Regions from separate parts of the Capsicum annuum genome. Here region 2 is linked to region 1. Evidence: chromatin contacts called from public Hi-C data. All regions are on one chromosome and are shown on one strand. Each heading gives the region's core, a stretch centred on a gene start, on an enhancer-like site or on the middle of the called end of the contact. The rest is flanking DNA. Distances are from core to core; before and after follow the strand shown. Region 1 holds the start of LOC107853398 (vesicular-fusion protein SEC18). Region 2 holds the start of LOC107853397 (oligopeptide transporter 2).

Region 1 (4,453 bases), core at 974-3,473:
ACTTATTCAATCTTTTCACACTTACATTATAATGTGCTGACATTGCAAGCAGAGATCTTCAAGTACTGCCCGATCTTCCAGAATTTCAATTATCGCTCAAACTTGACGACTATACATTGTCAGAAGCTAATTCAACATGGGATAGTGAAAAGTGGGATATACCTGGACAAAGCCTCAAAGAACATCTCAAAGATTGTGAAGATGGGGTAGAAACTGAATAACACATTTGGCATTCAACATTAATGTTGTCTTGTCTTGAAATATTTGTACATGTTTTTTTAACTATAGAAGTGTTGAGCAGAACTGCAAGGTTCAAATTACTTGCAAGTAGAATCAACACTTTGATAATATCTTCTCATGTATTATGCACTCAATGGTTAAGACAAATTAATTTCGATTTCTTTTTCATTCTCAAAATTGCGATTGTTTCCCCTAGTTGTGGTGTTTTTTGATACCCTAAACAACTTATCCTTCTGTTTTGGTTTGCTTAATGAGATTGATAAAGGATTAAATTTCCAATTGTATTATTCAATTGTAATATTTCAATTGGAAGTGTCTCTATATATAAGAATCACTTGTATGTTAGTAGGTAAATTTTAGTTGGGTGATTTTGATAGTTTGTAAAAGTTGGGGCATAAAATCATATTTAAAAAAGTTCTTACAAAAGTCAAAAAAAATAAAAATTAAAAAAATACATGGCCAAACACAACTCCAATTACAATTTCAACTCCAACTTCAACTCCAACTCCGAAAAATTTTAATTTTCATGGCCAAACGGCTACTCAAGTTTTCTAGCTTGCATTGAATTAATATGAACTTTATGGCGTTACGGTTGATGGTTTGCAGTCGATATGCTTGGGGTCCTTTGAGTATGTTTACCAACTTGACTAAAATTGTAGAGTTGGCATTGATATTGTATTAATGGAAAGTAGTATATATATAGATATAGATTATAATGTATTTTAGGACTTTTTAATTTTAAATATTATATGAATAATTGAATGACAAATTAAAGAAAATAGTAAAAAGACGGTTTTGTCTATTGCACAGATTTTTAATGAAGAGCAAAAAGTTCAAATCACTAAGGTGCCGTTTGGTTTGCGGTTTGGATGTAAATAAAATATAAGGTATTTTTATAAAATTATGGACAAGTTACTAAAGTATGTTGACATTCTCTTTCTAACTTAATACATGTTTAATTATTAAATAAAAAAATATTTTTATATTTAGCTAAAAATATTTGAAAATTTAATTTTTTAAAAAAATATAATTTCACTCTCCAAATATTAATGATACTAAATAATAAAAAATGAGAGTAATTCTTTTTCACATTTTTTTATGATGAATTTTTTTAACAAAAAATGAGATTATTAATATTTTATGGAATTTAGAACAAAATAAGTAATTTAACAAGAAATATTAGAGATTCATGCACATTTAAGAAATATTTTATTTATGAATATATTATAAGTTAAATTTATTTGAATAATTATTATGTTTATTTATACATTTTAATTTCTCTAAAAAATAATAAAAATGTCGACTCTATTGTTGAATTACATATTTTAAATTAAATATTTTTTTAATCACTTAAAAATTGATATTTTATATATCAATTAAAATGAATTTTAATATTCTATATTTTATGAGTGATATGTATTTAAATGAAGTGACATAAACAACAAATCATTTTTTACTTTAATAAACTTAAGTTGAAATTTTTTATTTCAAGCTAAATAAGATGTAGTAAGATTTTTTTTAAACACACACGGCATAATCATGGGAAGACACACGTAAAAAAATTAAAGCTAAATAACTAATCCTATCACAACTTATCCCAGCATAACTAATCCCGGTACAACTTGTTTTCAAACCAAACGACCCCTAAGGGTTTTACACATTTAATATATTATAGATTATAGATATAAACTATAGATATAGATTATTATATATATTATATTATTATAATTATTATTATTATTATAGATTATAGATATAGATATAGATATAGATTATCGATAATGATGCTTAAGTTTGATTATTTGTGTAATTTTTCCTAAAATTATCGGACCAAGCCCATTACAATAACAATAGCTCAATGGCCCAAAGCATTTAGTCTCCAACAGTATGTAAAGTTCACTTGGACAAAAAAAATTATTCAAATAAAAGGGGGGGAAAGGGAGAAGATAAACTTTGATTTTTCGATTACTGAATTCCAAAAATAAAAAAAATAAAAATAAAAATAAAAATATATATATATTACTGTACTATTAGACCGAAACAAGGAAAAGAATGACAAAAACAGAAGTTATTTCAGCAAAATAAGGAAGAAGAAGAAGTTGCGGATATCTCCATTATTTTATTGTAAACTGATTAGCAACTTTCTGGTAGCAGCAAACTGAAAAGCCTTTATACTTGGTGTCCAGGTGCTTGTTTTATTCTTGTTTTTCCCTAAAAATTCATGCTAATTTTTAATTTTGCTAGTGTTTTTCTCAATAGGCGACCTATTCTTTTTTATATATATGAAATTATTCTAGTGAGTTATTCTTTTCAAAAAGGGGATTTTATTAATGTGGTGTGGAAGCTGTAGTTTGTGTTCAATATATAGACAAGTGTGAATTTATTTAGTTGGAATTGCTTTCTCTATTCTTAAGGGATTATATGATGTCTTCTTTGTATTTGCTTAATTAAAAAAGAAAAGAAATATGATGACTTTAAGGGATTGTGGAATGTTCACAAAAGGAGCTTAGGTTGATAGAAATATCACTAGTTGTATTATGAAATACTTCTGTAAACAATTCTGCATTTAGTGGCCACTGTTATGTTAGGGGTTACAAGTTTGACAGTTCCAATAGGTTCGAAATGTGATGTATAACTTAGTTGGATAGTTTAAACGGTTCTGTAGCATTTTGGACCCTTGAGTAGACCAATATAGGATTGTGCAGATAGTGGTCTTCTGCGCTGCATTCTATATGCTTTCTTTATAAAAAGGGCGCACTTTGTTGTCCTTTAACTATGATCACAGTTTTTTAAGCTCCCTCGTTCAATTGCAATACACATATATACACACACGTTTTGGACAAGATCTGAATCGGTCATATTTATTGAATTAAACTATACATGGGCAAAGATAGCAGTGTTAACAAATCGTCCTCTCAATGGAAACAAAATGCAGGCTGAAATTCTTCTTCCTAGCTACTTGAATCGCAAATCATTCAGCTTGTTGTGACGTTCCCTGCTTCATCCTCAACACTAGAAGCAAAGATGGTAGGTGTTTCAGTCCATTCGCTGTGAATACAATTACCTTTTTGTGTAGTTTTGCTTCGATCATAGAGATTGATGGTTGATACACTTTCTTAAGATTCAGAGACACCTTTTTTCAGCTAGAACTCACACACTTTTGGGTGGCAGCTTCTTTGGTATACACATGTTAAAATTCAATTTCTTTGGAATATGTTTGGATGGGGAGGGCACGATTTTAAAAGAGCTAACTTAAGCATCGCAAATATGACAAAGCTCTTTCTCTTGAAATTTGAATATTTGACCGGTGAAGTATCGGGATTTATTAGTTAATACTCAATCGAGTAGTTGTGAACAATGATTCTGTAATACTTTCAACTACCAATTTCATTTGAGTTTTACATGATTAATTAACCTTATCTATTTCGAACATCAACATAATGCAGATCGCTACGCTTCAGTATCAAACGGATGAGTATCAGCACTGTTCTGTTACGAAGAGACATTGGCTTCTAAAGTTGTAAGTTCTTGAGATTCCTCTTTCCAGCTCCCTCCTTACACCGATAGGGAAGACAAAGGAATATTTATTCAAACTCTATTTGCTCCACAGTTTAATTATCACTACAACAAAAACAGCCTTTAGAGGCAGTTAATATTCACTTTAACTAAGAGTGCCAAAATTTTTACCCGCATTAGTTAATTGCCATTGGATCCAATGTCACTATAGACTTTAGGGGTATTTACAAAGAGAGCTAAAATGTAATTGTCACTAGTAAGTGCCTCTAAAAAACATATGTAGCGGCTATTAAGCTATTGCCATTAATTAATTGCCGCTAAAGATCAATTTTGGTGTAGTTTTAGTTGCTTTGAACTAATGTATGGATACAACAATAACAACATAATACCCAGTGTTTGGAAGATTATAAGTTACAAATGCGCTCTCGATGACACAGAGAAGGAACAAATTGTTTTTTTAACTACTCCTACTTCTGTGATTTCGTGTTTTTGAATGCAAGTAGAAATTAAACGGTTGACCTTACGAAATTATTAGTTCATCACATATGTTATGGAAGAGGGGACTCTTAAGAAAGCCCTACTTAGAGGAGTTCACATATAATCACTCATTTAACAATTGTTATTTCGGAAGTCACTATCTTTGTTAAGGAATTGAAATCAAGATGAAAGATGACTTTCTGAGATAATATCTCTTAAT
Region 2 (4,453 bases), core at 1,699-4,198, 150 kb before region 1:
TAACTGCTGTCTAGGATAAGTGATTCATAGTACTACTAATGGGAACAAGTGAAGAAGAAGAAAGTCATACCTGAATGATGAACATTGATCTTGGAGGAACCTTCATGTAATGGCCGAGCTTAAAATCTTGGAGAAAGGAAACAGCCTGGCTCATACTCATATAAGAATAAGTCTTGAAGCAGACGTTGGCTATTGGTTTACCTGGGAGTATTATACCAATTATATATTCTGTGATCACGTTTAGTCCTGGTGCCTGTCATCAGAAGCAAAAATTTGTTAAATAAAAGAGAATGAATGCATCCACAAAAAGTAATCAACATATGTTCAACTTGCAAGACTAACCATGTTTGTGGTGGCTGTTATGATGCTTATTGGTAGGGTATATAGCAAAGCAAGAGCGGCTGCAAGGATAAGCCCCCACCACGAAAGCTGAACTTCATCTTTCATGAAGATACATAGGACAAGCGACAAAACCAATGAAAGTGCAAGCGTGAGGACAAACCACCAGTTAGGGATGTCCTTATATTTCATCATAAGTCTTGTGTGAATATCAGGCTTTCCCTTGTATGAGGTCCGGAGTCGCTGCCATATTTCCCTGTTCAGTGATATTATCAGTATAATTCTCTTCTCAGAACAAGTTTAATTCATGAGTTAAACCAATAGGAACCACGTCTAAGTTGAATAATCTCTGGCCTACTAAAGTGTGTGTGGGGGTTGGCTGCTGTCTCTCTCTCTCTCTCTCTCTTTCTGTGAGAGAGTTTCTTTTCAGTTCGTGTATAGGTTCTATTCTAGTTGGTTAACTCATTATGAAAGCCTTAACCAGCAGAAAAAAAACTATCCGAAAACAGCTAGAGTGTTCCTACAACATCGACAAGAGTACTAGCCTTTTGGTTTCTTTACACACATAAGTCCAAGCTAGATGCAGTGCTTCCTGTCTAGGCGCCTAGTCTAGATCCATCACGGGTGAATAACTGGTAAAAAAATAAAGTAAATGGGTGGGGGAGGGAAAATGATAGTTAAGAAGTACTTACTTTCCATTGAATAGAACAACTTGTGAGACAGTAGCAGTAACAGCTGCGAAGTTCAGGCCATAAGTAACAGCAAAGAACGTGCTGAGATGTATGCGTCCGTGCTGTGCATATGATACCTTGTCTATCTCAAATTTATCATTAACTATGGATGTAACATTGTATATCTGGCCCCGAGCATCAAACAACTCCGAGGAGAATAGAGGGAAATTCTTGGCATTGTAGAGGTTCAATCCCCAATAGGAAACGGGAATTAGTATATATACTACACCAATATACCCAATTATGACATTGACAATGACAAAAAAGGGGTAAACCAGAGGGCTACCAAGGTATGATGCTATAACTGCCCAATCAAAAGTGAAGGATAAAATTCCAAGACCCTTCATGCCTGAACCAAGTTGCTGGGCAAACACTGATTTGGGATAGACCAAACAGATCAACGCTAAGTTTGACAATGTTGGGAAGAGATAACCAGGGACAATGTACCATATGAAGCTGCAAGCTAGCACAATTAAAAAAAATTTGCCTCTTGAGGTTTTTCCTTCCCCTTCTTTCTCATGGAGAGCCCTGCCCAAATTTATAAAAATTTACATTTGTTAGATACAGTAACAAGGCCTTATGCATCAATGTTCTCAAACTCATCCAAAAAAAAAGTACAAGAAAAGGATTTGCCTATCCACGAAGAACATGAGCAACTCGAGATAATAAGCTAATATGCTATTTCAGGGATCAAGTTGAAATTTTTGAGAAATTACCTGAAAAGAGAAACTTGAACCAGACTACTTGGCCACCACATTTCTGCAGGGTCTACCACTAACTTCCTCATAATCCCTGCCCAGCCATATCCCAGAACCTGATACACAAACATTATACTATTAGCACTGGTAAACTAGACATGTCTACAGATGATGAAAGTTAAATAGATACTTCCATCACTTTAGCCTTTAATTGACATGAAGAGTTGAAAAGTTTTGACATTGTTCAATTACTTTTCAACAGAAAATAAGAGGTCTGATTAAGCTAGACGTATATGCAATACATATTGGGGCTCAGAAAATCTTCATGATGTAACTCATTCAGGATAGATACTTCGGTTTTTTGACATTCTCATTGAACTATCACGATCAATATCCTGGTACGAGTGATTTGACTAATGACTATTATATGCATGTGAATTCAAGATTTAAACTTTATAGATTCAACTTCTATAATCTTAATAAGCACGAAATCGCAAGAAATATTTCAGTAGAAGAAGTTTGAACCTGAGTGGCAACAACAAGAATCCAACCAGCCAAGAATGAGATATTCCTAAAATAAAACGCTTTGATAATATCCACAATTCCAACAGCATAAGCAGGTCCATTCCCAAAAGCAGAACCAGCATTGGCAAAAATTGAAATCAATACGTGCTCTTTCATATTAAACGGCCCTGGATTCAACGTAAACTCCCACGACATAATCTTAAACATCCTCGTTGGTAACACCCTAGCCATTAAACGCCCAATCGGCAGCGTTGCAACTTGAACAGTAATCATTGTGATCACCAACGGCTCAGCTCTATAACTGAAAAAAGTGTTGAGAAACGATAGAAGTGCACATGACACGATTCCTAAGAACCACATTCTGAATGTCCATACTGGTAGAGAAGGATCGTCTTCGTTTGATACTGTTAAACGAACTTGTTCTATTGGAGATTCTTCGTCATCATAGGGTACGACATTCTCCGAATCCCACTTTTCTTGAACGTTAACCGCCATTGAAGAAGGCCGAAAACGAAAGAAGAGAGATTGAATTCCTAGGGTTTTGAGTTCTCAGCTCAACTGAATTTGCAAGAGAAGAGAACTAGGGGAGATAAGAGTCCAAGGACTTTTATTTATAGAGCAGCGGTTAGCCGGTTACATGCATGAAGACTCCTACAGTAAGTTGAATTGTTTGTCTTTTTATTACCTTTTCTTTTTCGTCATAATTTATGTGGCATTAGAATTTCGAGAGCAAATCATATTCTACTTTGATTGAGAAATATTTCAAGTTGTGATTATTTGATTTAGGATTATTTTTATCGTAGTTTTTAAATATATAAAAATTTATTTCGAAAAACTTAAAGCTTTTATGTCGTAATTCATGATCACAGTTTAGAAGTTTGAATCTCGAAATTCCAATTGTATCGAGTAAAGTGGGACAGAGGGAGTAACACATTGTTTGGATGGTTGTTATATATTGTTTTGCAATGTATTGTAAAGGTTTTTTTTTACAACTACAGTGTTCGGATGAATTGTATTGTTTCCGTCGTTACGTAATGTCATACATCTTCAATTTGAAGGATAAACCTATAACAAAAGTAGGATACAAGATATTATAAAATAATAGGATAAAGGATAAAATAAGATTATTAGATAAACAAAAGCGAAATGAAAAGAAAAAAAAAGGTAATAATGCGATCACACCTAATCGGTACAATAAAGTTTAAATAATAGTCAAAATAAACACAATATTTAAAATAATAATTAACGCTAATAATAATTAATAGGTAACAACCAACCAAACAAGCTGTATTAAGGGGTTCTTACTTCTACTCCTGTATACTACAAAACTACAAATTCGGTGAGTAAATTACTCTATCAAGAAGAGGCTAAAAACATTTAATTTTATGATTTAATATTTTCCTAATCAAAGAAGAGGCTAAAAACATTTAATTCTATGATATAATATTTTTTGCCTAACCAAAGAAGAGGCTAAAAGCATTTTAATGCTACCAGTCTGTAGACACGACACATGTATCCTATGTAAATACTAAGAGAAAATACATAAAGTATCTCTGAACTTGTCTGACTTTTTAAAAAAGTTACCTAAATTATACTTTCGATTTATTACCCCATGAATCTTACCTAACCATTATAAATACACCATTTTGACTTAACTTTTGCCTCTACGTGTAGACACGCATATCAGGCGCATGAATAGTTAAAATTTAACTTAAGTTACCAATTAAAACCTGCCACGTTTACATTATTTATCAAAAAATTAAAAATCCCTTCTTCTTCTCTACCATTTGTTGACTTAAATACACCATTTGTTTTTTTCTTTTTCCTTATCATCCGTACCACCATTTTTTTGCTAGTTCTAATCTTGTTGCAGCTCTAAATTTCTTCCATATTCATAGTTTTTGTCTTCATTTTTTTCTTTCTCTTATCTGATCGCTTTATGTGAGTTTAATAATAGTAATGAATAAAGATTTATAAGTGGAGATTCTGCAATTATATACCCAAAATTATAAAGGACGATTCTCTTATTTTATTTTGATTCTATTGAATCGATTATTGCTGATTTTTCAGAAAAAATAATTTTAATTTAAAAAAAAAAATTTCTAAGAAAGATTAAATTGTTCCAATGGCTTCGTTTTCTCATGAAATGGAGATGAAGTG

The links. Hi-C and Micro-C count contacts between places; a contact is called where the count stands out from the background.
Region 2: a contact with region 1 is called in a Hi-C map of leaf, with 4 times the contacts expected there. The contact joins the promoter of LOC107853397 here to the promoter of LOC107853398 in region 1. A contact is called at or near these places in 2 of 5 Hi-C or Micro-C datasets (leaf and placenta).

The regions. Positions count from the first base shown.
Region 1 is chr4:217,070,912-217,075,364 of UCD10Xv1.1, reverse strand. It overlaps LOC107853398 (vesicular-fusion protein SEC18), which reads left to right and starts at 2,223. Exons shown (of 10, transcript XM_016698386.2): 1 at 2,223-2,426; 2 at 3,176-3,267; 3 at 3,687-3,760. The coding sequence starts at 3,265.
Region 2 is chr4:217,226,472-217,230,924 of UCD10Xv1.1, reverse strand. LOC107853397 (oligopeptide transporter 2) reads right to left here and starts at 2,948. Exons shown (of 6, transcript XM_016698385.2): 1 at 2,294-2,948; 2 at 1,787-1,884; 3 at 1,032-1,598; 4 at 343-595; 5 at 71-253. The coding sequence starts at 2,788.